Regions from separate parts of the Zea mays genome. Here regions 2 and 3 are each linked to region 1. Evidence: chromatin contacts called from public Hi-C data. All regions are on one chromosome and are shown on one strand. The core of a region is the stretch at or near the end of the contact, and the rest is flanking DNA. Distances in the headings are between cores, read along the strand shown. Region 1 holds the start of LOC100274066. Region 2 holds the start of LOC542264 (nitrite reductase2). Region 3 holds the start of LOC100280762.

What was found. A called contact is a pair of places that touch in the nucleus more often than the background predicts.
Region 2: a Hi-C map of root tip shows a contact between it and region 1, with 6 times the contacts expected there. The contact joins the promoter of LOC542264 here to the promoter of LOC100274066 in region 1. A contact is called at or near these places in 4 of 25 Hi-C or Micro-C datasets (bundle sheath, endosperm, leaf and 1 more).
Region 3: a Hi-C map of leaf mesophyll shows a contact between it and region 1, with 3 times the contacts expected there. The contact joins the promoter of LOC100280762 here to the promoter of LOC100274066 in region 1. A contact is called at or near these places in 14 of 25 Hi-C or Micro-C datasets (bundle sheath, ear, endosperm and 5 more) and 1 of 3 datasets of contacts at active chromatin or transcription factors (leaf).

The regions. Positions count from the first base shown.
Region 1 is chr4:184,081,572-184,084,258 of Zm-B73-REFERENCE-NAM-5.0, forward strand. It overlaps LOC100274066, which reads right to left and starts at 1,376. Exons shown (of 1, transcript NM_001148445.1): 1 at 1-1,376. The coding sequence starts at 964. The coding sequence ends at 224.
Region 2 is chr4:183,571,337-183,574,023 of Zm-B73-REFERENCE-NAM-5.0, forward strand. LOC542264 (nitrite reductase2) reads left to right here and starts at 1,368. Exons shown (of 4, transcript NM_001397120.1): 1 at 1,368-1,910. The coding sequence starts at 1,505.
Region 3 is chr4:183,736,062-183,738,748 of Zm-B73-REFERENCE-NAM-5.0, forward strand. LOC100280762 reads right to left here and starts at 1,319. Exons shown (of 4, transcript NM_001153683.1): 1 at 876-1,319; 2 at 651-718; 3 at 347-553; 4 at 1-131. The coding sequence starts at 1,316. The coding sequence ends at 56.

The sequences.
Region 1 (2,687 bases), core at 126-2,625:
CCAGCAAGAACAAACCAGATCAAGAGGTACAAATCACAGCCTACTAGACTGCAACTGATAAGAATATTCCCTGACTCCAGTCCATTACCATGTATTCATTGTGTATGCAGTCGGTTTATAACTGATGTGATGTTGCTGCTCTCCCGGGAAGCTAGAACAGCTTCACTCCATAAAAGCGCCGCTGCAGGCTGCAGCCTTTTCACATTCCATAAAAGAAGCAGAATCAACTCTCCTGATCCTTACGGAGCATCTGCACCAACAATTTGCGTTTGTAGGAGTATGCCGTTGGAGTCCCAGTGATGTCTGAAAGTAAGAGCTTCCTCGCCATGTTCTTGAATTCACAATTGGTAGTCTCATCTGGCCGACTGTAAAACACCCCTTCCTTAAGGTCAAAGGCAGGAGGTGATAGCAGCTCCGTTCTGGTGCTGGTGCCGGCATGGCTGTTGTCCTCGGCGGGGGCAACCTTCTTGACCCCAATAAAAGCTTCAGCGAAGCGGTGGATGTATATGGTGCGGTAGTTCTGCGGCAAGCTGAACGCGCTCAACGAGTCAATTGGGGCGGCAAGAATGCCTCCATGCTTGAGCACCCGATCGGCGAAGGCGAACCTGTCAGCGTCTTCGTTGAAGTACCCGAAATCCAGCAGAAAGTCCACTGACGACTCCCCTATCATCAGCATCCGCCGCAGGTCCTGCTTCGGTGCGGTCGAATCGCAGACGCCATTGGCGACGAGGACGACGGCGCGGGCTCCGTGGACGGGCAGGCCCTCCTGGTGAAGGTCGCGCAGCAGGAGCTCCGCCTGGGCCGCGGCTGCGCCGCACGTGTCGACGGCGCGGCCTCGGGCGGGCGCCTCGGCGGGGCGGAGCCATGGCAGGAAGAGCAGCGCGACGGCAAAGAGCACGGAGCGCGCGAGCACGCGGAGGGCGCGCGGGCCGGGGAGACGGATCACGACGATGTCAGCCGGCATCGCGGACGCCGGGCTGAGCTGAGCGAGAGCGCTGTCTTTTGCCGTTTGAGTCGGCGGTGAAGAGAAGGCCGGCGCGGAAGATGGTGAGGAGGCGAGCTTAGCGGGTGCAGAAGCGAGCGGCGGTGTGGTTGCCACCCACGAGGGCGAGGCGGGCGGGCGGCGCCCGGAGAGTGAGGAGGATGAGCTCCCGGATCCGCTCGGTCTCCATGGTGGTGGATCTGCGCAGTTGGGTTGAGATAGGAGTGGCTCTGCTGTTAGATCTCCATCGGCGGTGGCCGCCGGTGGGATGGTGGTGCGGAATTGGGAGGTTCCGCTTCCGTGTGGGAATTGGGATGGAGGACGGCGGCGAGCGGCTGTGCGCTGCGCCGGAAGTTTATGTTTGGTCTGGACCGCTGGACCGAACGGTTTCGGAACGATTTCGTGGGGTGGATGGTGGATTCTAGCAAAGGGGCCGGATTTCATGTTTGGTCGTTCGTCTCATTCAGTTTTGGGTTGGGTTTTTGGCCAAACTCCGTGTTGAGTATTTGGAAATGGTCCTAATCTCCAAATCATCAAATGGAAGTAGGGCCGTAAACCAGCCAAGCCGGCTCGGCTCGATGTGGTGATTGAGCTCAACTCACTCAACGAACTTCAAAACGAGCCTCACCTCGGCTCGATATCGTCTCCCGAGCCGACTAGGCTTGGCTCGTGAGCAGAGATGATAATGTGTACCCAAAATCTGATGAGTTTTTATCGTATTAGTGTATGAGGTTTGAGTCAATTTTCATACCCATGGATTTGTTAATGGGCATAAATCTAACCCGACGAGTTTATGTGTACGGGTTTGTTTCTACAGTACTCAAACTCGTGAACTCGTGAGTTTTTTAAATCCGACAAAACCTAGTACATGTTGCCATTTTATTTTATAAACGAACAACAAACTTGTTATCTCTCTATTTACTTCCTAATTTACAAATGGTGAATGTATAAATAGTTGGTGAGAGTGTTGCTTGCTTGCTATTTTAGTTTTTACTAGCATTATATATGTGATGGATGGATAACTTAGTGCAAGGTCACTTGATTATACAACTTATTATTTGTATTTCATTCTCTCTACTAATAATTTTTATACCAAATCATGAACTTGTTGTTCATCACATAAATTTTGGACCATGATCTCATTAATCATTACAATACTTATTGATTATGAGAAGAACAAGCATATTGGAGATAAAACCCGCGGGTAACCCATGGGTACCCGCTAACCCGATGGGTACGGGTTTAGACAAAATTTCAAACCGTCATGGGTACGTGTTTTTAATGGGTATAGATATTTTTCAGGGTACGAGTTTGGGATGGCAAAACCCAGCGGGTTTGTACCCGTTGCCATCTCTACTCGCGAGCTGTACCTTTAAAAATAATTTTGTATTGTATAGTGAATTAATAGTCTATAAATATGAAATAAATAATCATAATGTGTCATTATAAAAATCTAAATTATAAATGTCATGTATCCATTATTGACTATTAATAATCATAATGTGTCATTATAAGATTAAGAAACGAGTCAGGTATCTATAAAATTATCTAATATCTATCATTATTGTGTATGTTAATTAATTTTGTGCAGCCGGCTCGCGAGTCAGAGCGGCTCGGCTCGGCTCAGCTCATTGCCTAACAAGCTTGAAAACCTGGCTCGGCTCGTGAGCCGCTCTGAGCTCGAGCCGACTTGCGAGGTTCGAGC
Region 2 (2,687 bases), core at 118-2,617, 510 kb before region 1:
GCTCCTGCTCCGCCAATGGTTACATGTTGCCAAAACCATCGAAGTCTGGTAAGAGTAGCATGATTTCTATTGCATAGAGCGGCCCCGTTTGGACAGCACATTTTAGAGGAACCATACAGAAATTGGACCAATTTTGCGTAAAAGCATAGTAGGAATTAGGAAACTTTCCAAAGCAGACCCCGCACTATCCCGTCCCCGTGCCCGGTGCCCCCCTGTTCCCATCCGCTGCAACGGCAAGCACGCAGATTCGCAGACACGATGGATCTCCCGACCCCGTCTGTCGCCGTCCCTGGGATGCTCAGACCTGTTATCCCGGCCGCCGGCAAGGATGCGACGTGAAGCCACTCCAGTCCTCTCCCTACTCCCGCTGCTCCCCTCCTATCGTCGCTCTGGAGACAGATCTGCTCGCCGTCCCCGGTCCTCCTTGTTGCCATCCCTTACCTCCTCCAGGGCTCGTGGCCGAGACGCGCCCCCGGGCGGGGAAGGTTGGCGTTGTCCAAGAGGCGGCCGCGCGCCCCGCTGTCTGGCACATGACGATGGATGTGCACGGCCGCACAGGACACGTCGCCCGCCCTTGCACGCGCATCAAAGGACAAAGGCCGGTCGCGGCGTATGGCCTGGGCTCCAAACGTGTGGCCGCTGGAGCCCCCCAAGCCAAGGCACGGTGCCATCTCGGCCGTTGCTGCCTGCTCGGTAAGCCCTGGCTCAATGTCATGCAAGTAAGCAGCCCAGTAGTACCGGGCGACCCGGTTCGACCAGATGGACGCAGCAGGAGCTATCAGAGAGAAGCCAGTGCACGGCACGCCTCGCGCCGGACCCGGTCCCGTGCGCGGGCGTCTCGCCGACGAGCGACACCGACACCGACCCTTTGGGCGGCTCATGGGGCGCCTTGCATTGCCGGTGTATCTATCACGGGTTCATGTACGTGGCCTCGGTGTCCCCACATGCTTGCCGCCTGCGCCTGGCCAAACTTTCCGGCTCTTCTTGGCTCTGCTTCAGCAATAAGCAAGCAGCGGCCGAAACTGGGGCAGCTCTTTTCCGCCCCTGTCTCCCCCCTGGTAACGGTTTTGGTGGTCTCCGGGTCCACTTGGATAGATGTGAACGTGTCAGTATGTACTCTCCAGAAAATCGAGCTTCCATTGCTTTAGAGAGGCAGATGCATATATAATTCTTGAAACGCCGCGCTGTTTCTCAACGTAGGTAGCCTCTGTCAACGCGATACAGCAGTAAACATGAGTACAACGTGAGCTCAGAGCCGTCCATGGCGTACGAGGGCACGTCGGTAAAATCTCAACGTCCCGTCCCGTGCCTGCCTGCCATTTCGATTAGTTAGAGGAGCTGCGCCTGCGTCTGCCTGCCCCCTTGAACTCCCCAAGAGCCAAGAACCAGCGCAGCAGCGCGCCCCCTCCCCGCCCCACAATAAAACAGCCACACGCTCGCCACCCATGGCCACCACCACCACCACCACCACAGCACAGGCCCACTGCCACCGCTACCGCTAACCATGGCCTCCTCAGCGTCCCTGCAGCGGTTCCTCCTGCCCTCCTCGCACGCGGCGGCGACGGCGGCCTCGCCGTCCTCCCGGCTGCGCCGCACAGGGCGCGCCCGCGCGGCCGTCTCCGTGCCGCCGCCGGCGGCGGCGGGGGAGCAGGTCCCGACGGAGCGGCTGGAGCCGAGGGTCGAGGAGCGGGCGGGCGGGTACTGGGTCCTCAAGGAGAAGTACCGGGCGGGGCTGAACCCGCAGGAGAAGGTGAAGCTGGAGAAGGAGCCCATGGCGCTGTTCATGGAGGGCGGCATCCAGGACCTGGCCAGGGTCCCCATGGAGCAGATCGACGCCGCCAAGCTCACCAAGGACGACGTCGACGTCCGCCTCAAGTGGCTCGGCCTCTTCCACCGCCGCAAGCACCAGTGTACGTCCACTCCCACTCTGCAACAGGGCTAGTTTACTTGCATGCAGCTCGTAATGCGGCCGAGCCGCTTGCCACTCGTTCGGTCTCGGGCGACTCTGTTCTTCACTTCTTGATGCGCTGTGACGTGCTGTGTCTGCGGCAGATGATTGAACAGGACAGTTGTTCTCTCTGAGACATAATGTCTGCCAATCGTTGCTTACGGCCGGCTTAGAGCTCGCGTCTGAATGTTCGACGCTTCCGTCTGATCGTTTTCGCGCGCTCATGTTTACCTTTTGGGCTGGTTCTGGAATCTGCATCTTGGTTTTGTTTCCCTTTCAGATCTGATTCACGCTGCGTCAACGTGCTTGCAAAGTGGTGAATATGCTGCGTGGGAGGGAGCCTTGTAAAGTAGTCGGACGCATGGGATTTCAGTCCCCTAAAATCACAACCTGTGCTAATCTCACCCGCATAACGACACAAGATCCCCTGCCGACTGTTAAAAACAACAGTTTAGGACGTCATTTCAAAAACAAAAACAAACGCGTAGCTGAACCCAAAAAAAGTCTCAGCTTGAACTCTTGGTAGGCAATAGAAAATTTCCTGTTGGCATCATGGGGTTGGCAGCACTAGCTAGTACTAAATAGAAGCATCCCAGCTGCCAAAGTTCTGTGCTGAATAGAACGTCTGTTCCAAATAAAATACACCTGAGGAGCCAAAGGTCAAGCATCCCAGTTGTTCAAACTGCCACTGTTACACTCCACGCTTGTGAATTGTTTTCCTTTCTTTATCCGTAATGGA
Region 3 (2,687 bases), core at 69-2,568, 350 kb before region 1:
TTTTTCTCCTCACTTTCTAGCTAGTAGTAGCTTCACCTTGCACCGCACGCTCGCTTCAGATGCTGACCCCTGGCGTCCACTCGAACCGGCCGGCGTCGAGGGGCACGCCGCGGACGAAGTCGAAGTTGTACCTGCCATCGCAAGGTAGATCGCAAAAGCACGCACGTCAGGTTAGCAATTCAGCACACCCCGGCCGGCCGCGGTAAGCCACGGCACGCGCGCGCCGCGAAATTAAGCACGGGGAAAGAAGTTTGCGTGCGTAATTCCTGCATGCTACGGAGAACACGCGGTAAAAAAATGTTTTCTGGACGCCGGTATATAGCTTGGCGAGGCCGAGGAGTCTTACTTGGAAGCAAAGCGTTTGGCATGGGCCGCCTCGGCGGCCGCGAAGAATTCCTGGATCTCCTGTGCTGGCGGCACGATCAGCTCCGCAGCCGATGTTGTTGTCGCCGGCGACGACGAGCAGCCAGTCTTCTGCCGCCCCACCAGATCCGACTCCAGATCGCTGAGCTCGCCGCCGTGCGCCCGGCTCGACGATGGCGTCGTCTCTCTCCTGAGTTTCCAAAAACCCACGAGCGGAACGACGTCAGGAGCACGGTGGGAGGCATAATTCAGCAGGATTGGAGAGAGACAAGAGAGGATTCTCCAACCTCTCGCGGTCCGGGACGCTCCCCGAGTTGCTCGCGGTGACGACATCCGGGACGTGATCCCCGTCAACCTGTTAGAGTTAGAGCCCGCACAATTCAGCAACGGGGGAGGGAGGCATCCGAGATCTCGCGAAATTCAGCAACGGGAGGCGCGCGCCGGAGATCTCGGGCAGGCCGGTTTAGAATTCGAATAGTTCTAGGGTTTCTCGGGCTCACAGTCTCACTCACCTCCGCAGGCGCAGCGTCGGAGCGGCAGGCGTGGCCCCCGACGTCCACCGACGACGCCGTGCTGGAGCAACGCGAGAGGCCAGCCGCGAGCGCCACCACCCCGCCCTGCTGTGCCGCACCAGCAGCCTCCACCGGCGTCAGAGCCGCCGACGGTTGCTGCTGAGGTGCTGCCATGAACAGCATGCGGCTCCGCAGGTGGATGTAGCAGCAGCTTCCGCCGTCCCCACCACCAGCGCCCACGGCACCAGGCTCCCCCGACGTCGTCACGTTCGCGGCGGGCAGCAGCGCCTTCTTCCTCCTCGGCGGAGCGACCTTCGCGACACCGCCGCCGGTCGCCGCCGCGGACCTGGACCTCGTCCGGACGCCGACGACCTGCGAGACCTCGACTGCGGCCACCCCCTCGCCCGCGGCCCCCCTGCGCTTGCGCATGTACTTCCCCATCTTACGGAACGCCGCCGCAGCACTGCCTTCTTCTCGCTTGCTTCTCTTGGCCGGTTCCTCTTTTTCACTCCCACTCCCACTCGGCCACTCCCACGCCTGCGCGGCGCTGCCTGCAGGCTGCAGCCGCTTGCGCTTTGGATTCTACTACAACAATCACGCACCCGTCGGGCGCTCGGGTGCGCCTACAAATATAAGATGCCGCGGCCGAGGGGAATGGATCCGGATCCGACGGCCAGGATCGGCCCTTCCCTGACGGCGACGTTAGCCGGATCTGTCCGTTGGGGGAGCGCCCGCACGGCGCTGGTCGCGTGCGGCCGGCCCCACCTACCGCGGCCGGTACGCTCGGCCTCGGCGCCTGGCACACGGGGGTGGGAACGGCGTGCAGTGCAGGTGCAGCCCACAAACGGAATGTAGCGGGGGAAGCTTCGACGCCTGGCACACGGCACGCGTAATTATTTTTACCAGACAGCCCCTGCGGGTCTCAGCCTGACACGTGCAGTGCGGCGGATCGGACGGCTGGCATGCCGTTGGGTGCCCGTGCCCAGGAGGGGTTTCGAATTCGAAAATCTTAACGGCGAGGAGCGGAACGGTGGCGTGCTTAACCGGCCGCGCCCCGTACTGTACAGTTCGCAGAGAGGGACGTTGCGATTCTTGCGTTACAGGCTTTGTTCCCGTGGACAGAACGTTACGGACGTCAGGGGCTCCGTTGCAGAGGTGCAGCCTTATTACCCGACGAACGAAAGAAACTGGGATGTTGTGGTCCGGAGCAGGCGACGCAGTAGAGAAGTGGAGGAGGATAGGTAACTCCTGAAAGTTTCTCTCTGAAAAAGCGTGCTGTTTAGCAGCAGGGTTGGGGCAGGACGGGCCCGGTCCAGCGAACAGTGCAGGGAGGCGGGTTCTATCCGCCTGTGACTGACGAGAGCCTGTCGGACGGAAGAGCTCTGCTGCAATTCTCTCTCTCTCTCTCTCTCTAGTACGGTGCTTCTGATAATTTTCCCAGTACACTCGCGATTGGTTTTTTTTATGAAACTGTTAGATGCGATGCAATGCAATGCAGCGTCACAGGTCAGATGGGCAGTTAGAAAAGATAGACATAATTAGGGGGCCGGCGCCGGGCACCACATCGCCCAGACCATGACACCATTTCGATGGGCTGCGGCGTGCACGTGCGTCATCTACCTAGTAGAGGTGGTGATAGGGTCTAGATTCTACACTATAAAATTTAAAAATCAAATCGAATTATGGTCGATCTCTATTTCTAGTAATATTTAAACTGAAATTATTTAAATTATTGAAGAACATTTAGATCACGAGTCATTATTACATCTGCCTGTAGAATCTTGGGAGATGCATGCATGGCGGTGTACGTAC